Regions from separate parts of the Sus scrofa genome. Here region 1 is linked to region 2. A link is a contact called in public Hi-C data. All regions are on one chromosome and are shown on one strand. The core of a region is the stretch at or near the end of the contact, and the rest is flanking DNA. Distances in the headings are between cores, read along the strand shown.

The links. A called contact is a pair of places that touch in the nucleus more often than the background predicts.
Region 1: a Hi-C map of heart right ventricle shows a contact between it and region 2, with 4 times the contacts expected there. The contact joins the promoter of ATP6V1E1 here to the promoter of CCDC77 in region 2. A contact is called at or near these places in 2 of 47 Hi-C or Micro-C datasets (heart right ventricle and liver).

The regions. Positions count from the first base shown.
Region 1 is chr5:69,770,052-69,774,071 of Sscrofa11.1, forward strand. ATP6V1E1 (V-type proton ATPase subunit E 1) reads right to left here and starts at 1,987. Exons shown (of 9, transcript XM_003126593.6): 1 at 1,825-1,987. The coding sequence starts at 1,857.
Region 2 is chr5:67,723,644-67,727,670 of Sscrofa11.1, forward strand. It overlaps CCDC77 (coiled-coil domain-containing protein 77), which reads left to right and starts at 2,114. Exons shown (of 12, transcript XM_021092489.1): 1 at 2,114-2,224.

The sequences.
Region 1 (4,020 bases), core at 737-3,236, 2.0 Mb after region 2:
TCCATAGGCCATAGGTGAGGCCCTAAAAAGCTATAGCTGCCAGCCTATGCCACAGCCACAGCAACTTGGGATCCAAGCCACATCAGCAAACTACACCACAGCTCAGGGCAACACCCAACCCCCAACCCACTGGGCAAGGCCAGGGATTGAACCCGCATCCTCATGGATACTAGCCTGATTCGTTTCCATTGCACCATAACAGGAACTCCCAGGAGCTACCCTACCCTTGAGGAACCAAAATAATTATGACAATCAGAGCCTATTTTACAGTTAATACAATACCTAAAAAACCTCAAGCCTTTAAAAATTGGGATATGTAATCCACAGCTACATTGTATAGAGAAACCACTGGACTTGCTAAGAGGATCAAACCCCCCAGATTTGTGCATGTATGTGTCTGTGGTATGTCCACAAGTTCAGTTCAAATTGACAGTGTACTCAGCTTGGAATTTTAAAAGTAGTTTAAAACCAGTAATCAACACAGGTGCTTATAAATGCTGGCCTCCGGAGGTGAACTCTGATTCAAACTTGCATTATCTGCCTTTATCACTGGTGCTGGGCTCTCTGCGACCAGATTTGACTAGATCAACACAGCCTAGAGCAAAACACACTAATTTTAACCAGGTCAGAGAAGCCCATTTACAGTCAACATAAACACATTCTGCCTTTAGGAGTTCCAACAAGAGAAAGTCACCCTCTTCAGGATACTTAACTCCACCCCGAAAGCAGAAAAATATGCTTTTGAGAATTACTTTTTTCTTCTTGCCAAAGCTACTGAGTTTTATATTTTTTGGAGTCGGATTCCTTTGAAACTTTGATGAAATATATGACCTTACTCCCCAGACAAAAAAGCAACATATACAAATACTATAATACCGCCGGGAAGAAATCAGGAAATTCACGATTTATAAGCACCCACTGTGTGTGTGGTAAGTGGCCTAGTCACTGCTGAAAATACAGGGAACATAGGCACTGCCCTGATGGGGCCCTATATGCAGCGTGAAGAGGAACACATATAGACAGAGCTCTACATTCTTTTTACTGAAAGAAAAATGATTTTGATCTAGATTCACTGCTTTACCTTTATAAAGTATCTTTCCTGGGGGAAGCCTTACTTTTCAGTATATCTTAACAGAGAGAAGACGAAGGAACAGAGGAAGAGAATTGGTACTAGATTCTAGTGACTACGTGGAGTGTACTGCATCGTTTCTCCTACAGTAAAACTCAGATGCAGGAACCACTAAGGTTCAAACCCTTCCCCCTCAACCCCCCGGTTCTGTATGCACCGGGTAACATCCTCTAAATATCCCTACAGAAGCTACTTTTGTAATCCTTTGTGCCTAGCCTAAGAACCATCGAAAGAAACTCCACCCTTCTTAGGGCATATTAATTTACGCATAAAACGCAAGTCGTTTTGAAGGAAATGGAAACATCCAAGGAAAAATCACCGCACTGCTCACCTAAGATTCACAAGGCAATGAGTGAGCGTTAGTCAGTTTTCCCAGAACTACAGAATCACTCTAGTTCTCCAAACTGCTGCTTTGAGTGTCCTTCACCCAAGGCCGGCCTAGACCGGTCAACGCCCGCGCCCGCGAACTCGACGGCGCACAGGAGCGCCGCGACCCCAGGGCCGGCCGCACTGCCTCAAGCACAACGCACGGCCCTGACTCGCACAGGCTCGCGATGCGGTCACCGCCGAGGGCCTGGCAACTGAGGTGGGGCTCCCGAACACTGGAAAGCCTAACCCACAAGGCCGCCGCCGCGGGGCTCCTCCAGGCCCAGGGCGGAGCCGGCCTGCCTCCCGGGGCCCAGTACAATTCTTACCTGCTTCTGCACGTCGGCATCGCTGAGAGCCATAGCGCAAGCGACGTGAGGCAACGGGATACGGGCCGGAGCTCAAGGCTGATGACAACCTCTCGCGAAGAGGAGAGAAAAGCCGGCGCAGCTTCCGGCCTCTCTGTTTTGTGAGAGTGACTTCCGGTTTCCGCCGGCGACGACGCACGGCCCAGCCAGTAGGGAAAGAGGGGTCCGGAAGTCCCGCCCCGCCCTCACCACTCCCCCCACGTCCCTGGCTGTTGCTTGCTGGTGACTTTCCGTGACCTATAGCTGCCTTTTCTTTGGGCCAGGGGTAGGTCGGCCTCCCAGTGCCTAAGGTTTCCTGAGCATTTATAGCTCTTGTTTTTATTTATGCCCACCAAAATTTATTTCACTTTCCTGGCCCTCATGGAAGCAAATGCAGCAATATTTTACTAACAGGTCTTTTTTTAGAGCAGTTTCAGATTTACCGAAAACTTGAGCTCAGAGTCTCGTTACTAGCCTCCTGCCTTTCTGGGGCAGGTTTGTTACATTTCATTAATGGACGCTGATGCAATGACTGAAGCCCACAGTTCAATCAATTTCTTTAGTTTTCCCCGGATGTCCTTTCTCTGTTCCAGGATCCAGTCCCTGAACGTGCCTTTCATTTAGTTGTCCTGTCTCCTAAGTTTCTTCTTGAGGGTGAAGTCTACCAGTCCTTCCTTTTTGATCATCTTGACATTTTGAGGGATACTGTTAGGTATATAATAGCTGCACCTCTTTAGGGATTTTCTCATGATTCATCAGTGATTGTGGGTTTGGGGGAGGAAGAGCACAGAGGAAAAATGCTGTTTTCATCACATCAAGGGCTCATTCTGTCAAGGTGATTTTTGACTGTTGGTTGTCCTTGATCAGTGTCCTTGAAGCAGTGATCAGCCAGAGTGGTTTCTCTAAAATTTTGCACTGTAAAGTTACTATTGCTGCGCTTTCCATACCTTTTGGAAAGACAAATTATGTGCAACCCATGCTTTAGCTCCAGCTTCTCTAGGGTGAACTACCTATTTAATTTATTTGGAATTCTTCCTAATGATCTTGTGCGTTTTTCAACATCATCCCAGGGTCCATTTAGAAGAAATGATTCAGAAAATTAGGGCATGAGTTCCTGCTGTGGTGCAACGGGGTTGGCGGGGGGTCTCTGGAGTGCAGGGACGCAGGTTTGATTCCTGGCCTGGCACAGTGGGTTAAGGATCCAGCATTGCTGTAGCTGTGGCTTAGGTCACAACTATAGCTCAGATCTGATCCCTGGCCCTGGAACTCCATATGTGGCACAGCAACCAAAAGAGAGAAAGAATAGGGCAGAAATTCTCCCAGACTTACTTGCTAAGCCCCCGTTTTACAAAGCCAGAAACCTTTTTTTTTTTTTTTTCTTTTTTAGGGTAGTACCCCCTGGCATTCCCAGGCTAGGGGTTGAATCAGAGCAGCTAATGCTGACCTACACCACAGCTCAAAGCAACGCAGGATCCTTAACCCACTGAGCAAGGCCAGGGATCAAACCCACGTCCTTATGGACGCTATTTGGGTTCGTCACCATTGAGCCACGACAGGAACTCCAAAGCCAGAGAACAATGAAAACATATTTTTAGAATAGATTCTTGTAATAGAATTATGGGCCAAAGGGCACACACATTTTTATTACTAGATTTTATTTTTATGAAATTTAAAATGTTTAAGAATAGTTCAATGAACTCCCCTCTCTTAGACTCACCAGTTGTTAGTATTTTGCTATCTTTATCACTTCATATGTGGAACTATATGTAAGTCATGATTCTAAATAGTTCAGGGTGTGTTTCCTAAGGCTAAGATTGTACATTGATCAAAATTCAGGAAATTTAACAAGCCCATGTTCCAATTTGACTGTATCTTCCACTGATGTTCCTTGTAGCAATTTTTTTTTTTTTTGATTCAGGACCCAATCCAAGTCACCTATTCTATTAATGACCTTGTCTTTTTAGTCTTCTTTAACATGGACTATTTCCTCAGACTGTCCTTCCTGATAGTGACATTACTGGAGAGCACTAGACATCTGAATTGTTATAGACGGTCCCTCAGTTTGGCTTTCTCTGATGGTTTCCTAATAATTACACTCAGGTTATGTCTACGGAAGGAGAACTACATGTGTGATAGTGTGTTCTCAGTACTTTGAATCAGAAAATACATGCCAGTTTG
Region 2 (4,027 bases), core at 864-3,363:
ATTATCAATCTGATGTGGAGTGGTTTCAAGAGAGGAATAGAAATTGGTAAGGGGGGAGTTCCTGTTGTGGCTCAGTGATTAATGAGTCTGACTAAGATCCATGAGGACAACAGGTTCCATCCCTGGCCTTTCTCTGTGAGTTAAAGATCCAGTGTTACCATGAGCTGTGGTGTAGGTTGCAGATGCGGCTTGGATCCCATGTTGCTGTGGTTGTGGCGTAGGCTAGCAGCTACAGCTCCGATTCAACCCATAGCCTGGGAACCTCCAAATGCTGCAGGTGCGGTCCTAAAAAGCAAAAAAAAAAAAAAAAAAAAAAAAAACAACGAAAAGAAATTGGTAAGAGGTAAAATTCAGGCAAGGTTTTACTGAGGTCCTTGCTACAGCAGGGGGGAGTGAAAACGAACAACAGCTTCCCTTGCTTGCTCCATAAGGTGGGGCGAGCTGCTTCCTCATATGGGGCAAAGGTAGGAGCAGGTGCAGGGGTTGGGCCAGAGGGTGACTTTGGCGGTCTGCGTGCACAGGAGCAGGCGTAGCATCCTGATTTTGCTCTTGGCTCTTGAAAAGTGACAGCCGCGGAGTTCCCACTGTGGCTCAGTGGTTAATGAATCTGACTAGCATCCATGAGGATGCAGGTTCAATCCCTGGCCTCAATCAGTGGGTTGGGGATCCAGCATTGCTGTGAGCTGTGGTGTAGGCCGCAGTGGCGTAGGCTGGCAGCTGTAGCTCCAATTCAACCCCTAGCTTGGGAACCTCCATGTGCCACAGGTGTGGCTCTAAAAAGACAAAAAAAGAAAAAAAATAGAAGTGGCAGTTGCATTTTAGGTTTTTTTTTTTTTTAATCTTCTTGCCCATAATTTTCCCCAACTGCATGTATGGCAGTTATTTTTAGTATCTTATAGTTTCTTTGTATTTTGTTCCTCAAAGAGATGTTTGTCCAGGTTCATGCACTGCAGCCACTGTAGCCAAGGTCTTGGGTCCCAGGACCCAAGTCCCATCCTGATTCATAAGGTATCAGCTCACCCTCCCTCAGGGAACTAGAAAGAGAACCTTTTACTTGTTTTTGTTTCTTGTGCTGCAGCTCGAGCCCCAATAAAGCCTTGCCTGAATTTTTCATTTGGTCCCATCAATTTCTATTGATTAAAAAGTCCAAGAACCCAGGTCGGTAACAATATGATCAGTCCAGAGTGTGCTTAAACAAAAAACATACAAAAATCGCCTTTTGTAGAATGGAAGAGAAGGAAAAAATTTGAGGCAAAAATGCCATTTAGAAACCTGTTTAAGTAGCCCAAGTTAGGGGTAATGAGACCCAGAGTGGAAATAAATAGGAAGATATAAATTTGAGAACCAGGAGGAAGATGAGATCACCATGATTTGGTTTTAAATCAATGGAGGGGCCAAAAGAGAAAAACTAGCGTCAAAGTACCTGCGAAAATCGTGATGTAACTAACAGAAAAATCAAAGCGGGGAGAAAAGTAGGTTTATAAGATGGAAAGTTTGTTTTGAACATCCTCAGGTCTTAGATCACCGAAGAGTCTACGCTCTTCCATAGAAGTAGCTGCAGCTCTGAGACTAAAATGCCTTTCCGCCTCCCTCTACAAATCACTTTTCTGCAAAGATGAGACCGCAATTGGTCTTTGAACGAATATGATTAAAGACAGTTTCTCACATCTCTCAGGAAAAGGAGGTAGTGTCTGCTATTGATAAAAACAGCATTTATATACATAATCCTCTGTAGAAACTGATCCAGAAGCCACCAGGGCATTGAAGGAGAAACCATCTTCTTAGACTCTTCACCTTCTTGAGATAAGCTTGCTCATGGCCACTCATAATAATCCTGTAGTTAAGCACTGACTTTCTGCATCACTTTTCATGAAAACAAAGTATGTGAGTAAGCCTAAACTGAGCCAGAACTAGAGTGTCTGACGCCGAACATCACACCACCACTACTGGGATTACATGAGTAGCAACCCGGTCACCTTCTCCACCGAGGGAGCTGGGTGTCGAAGACTACATTTCCCGGCGACTTCTGCGGGGCAAGGCGCGCGAGGGAGGGCGGGAAGGGGGCGGGCCTATGTGGACTAGCTTTCCTATTGGTGTACAATCCTGAGGGCCATGTAAACCTGCGGCCGATTGGACGCGTCCGTGCCCGCTCCGTGGCGCCGCGACGCCTCCGGATTTGACTAGTTTTTCGGTTGGGCTTTTGCTGTCCGCGGCTCAGTGAGGCGTGAGTAGAGTTCCGGGTTTCGGGACTCTGGGATCAGCGAAGGGGACTTGGGAGGAAAACCGGGTGAGGAGAAGTAGCTGCGGGAGTAGTGCGAAGGAGAGGGGTGTGAGCTTGAAAGGGTTCACGGGAGGCCCGGGCCGGAGCGAACAGTTAGCATCTGCAGGAGGGGTGGGGTTTTGGCGCTACTGGGGATCAAGACGGAGCGCCTGGGGGAAAAGAGTACGGAATGTCGGTCCCCCACCTCTCTGCCGATCCCAGCCTCACTCCCGTTTGTAAGTTGAGGGGTGGAGTTCCCTGGTGGCTCATCGGGTTAAGGATCCAGCGTTGTCACTGCTGTGGCACGGGTTTGATCTCTGGCCCGGGAACTTCCCATGCCGGGGGCGCGGCCAAAATAATAATAATGATAACAATAATAAAATGAAATAGAGGAGTAACAAAATTGCTTCACAGAGTAATGGGGTAAAGAGGATAATAAATGTCAAATGCTAAACAGATGTTAGTTGTAAGTAGACAAGAGATGAATATTCATACTTGAACAAGGATATCACAGGGATAGAGGAGTAGATGTTAGCCAAAACCCTGTAATTTCTCTGTGAACAAGGGCATCTTTCTTTCCAGAGATAGATTGTTCCTGTGTGAAGGGAACATACACCATCACAGGAGAGGTGGTAGGCACAAAGAACTGTACTGTGTTAACTTTTGGAGAATTACAAATTCAGTTCTTGGAGTTCCCCTCATGGCTCAGGGGAAATGAATCTGGCTAATATCCATGAAGACGCAGGTTTGATCCCTGGCCTGGCTCAGTGGGTTAAAGATACAGTGTTGCCAGTGAGCTGTGGTGTAGGTCGCAGACACAGCTCAGATCTGTTGTTGCTGAGGCTGTGGTGTAGGCCAGCAGCTGTAGCTCTGATTCCACTCCTAGCCTGGAAGCCTCCATATGCATCTGGCGTGGCCCTAAAAAGACAAAAAACAAATAAGAAAACCCAAATGCAGTTCTTCTGAAATTAGATCATTTTGTTTACAGAAACTGAAAGAAGAGATGAAGGAGGTAGTATTTGAGTTTTCATGTGCAGATTGGATTTTGTTTAGTGAAATTGTGAGTGTGGAAGGAACTGTGTTCCAGCTGCAGGGACCTCATGAGCAAAGGCCTGGAGGCAATGGTGTCTGGAAACCAAAGATATATTAGGGGAGTAGAGGGAAGTAGGTAGGAGAGATAGGTTTGGTCCTTAAATAAAAAGCCACGATGTTTAAGATGAGTTTGATTTAGTGCGTTAGACTATGAGGAGCAATGTATGAATCTTTCTAGAAGATGGTTCATGGGAAAAATGGGGTGGATAGAACAGTTAAGCCATTGTTGTAGGGTGGGTAAGAAGATGTGGAGATCCTGAATTAACATGGCCATTGTCAGAATGTACTGGATTTTCATATGGTTGGAGGAGAGGGTCAAGAGGAATACTGAAGTTATGAATTTAAATTTTCAGGTCCATGTTGCTTGGAAGATGGGGAATTAGTAACTAAACTAGAGTCAGAAGAGCATGTGTGGATGATAAAGATGATGTATTTGCTTTGGGAGGTATTAGCTTTGAGGTGCTAAAAAAATATGACTTGAATTTTTTTTTTTGGTGGGGTAGGAGTCTTTTTACGGCTGAACCTGAGGCATATGGAAGTTCCTGGGCTAGGGGTTGAATCGGAGCTGCAAACTGCAGACCTGCATTACAGCCACAGATACACTGGATCTGAGCCATGTCTGCAACATACACCACAGTCTGTGGCAATGCTGGATCCTTAACCCATGTATGAGGC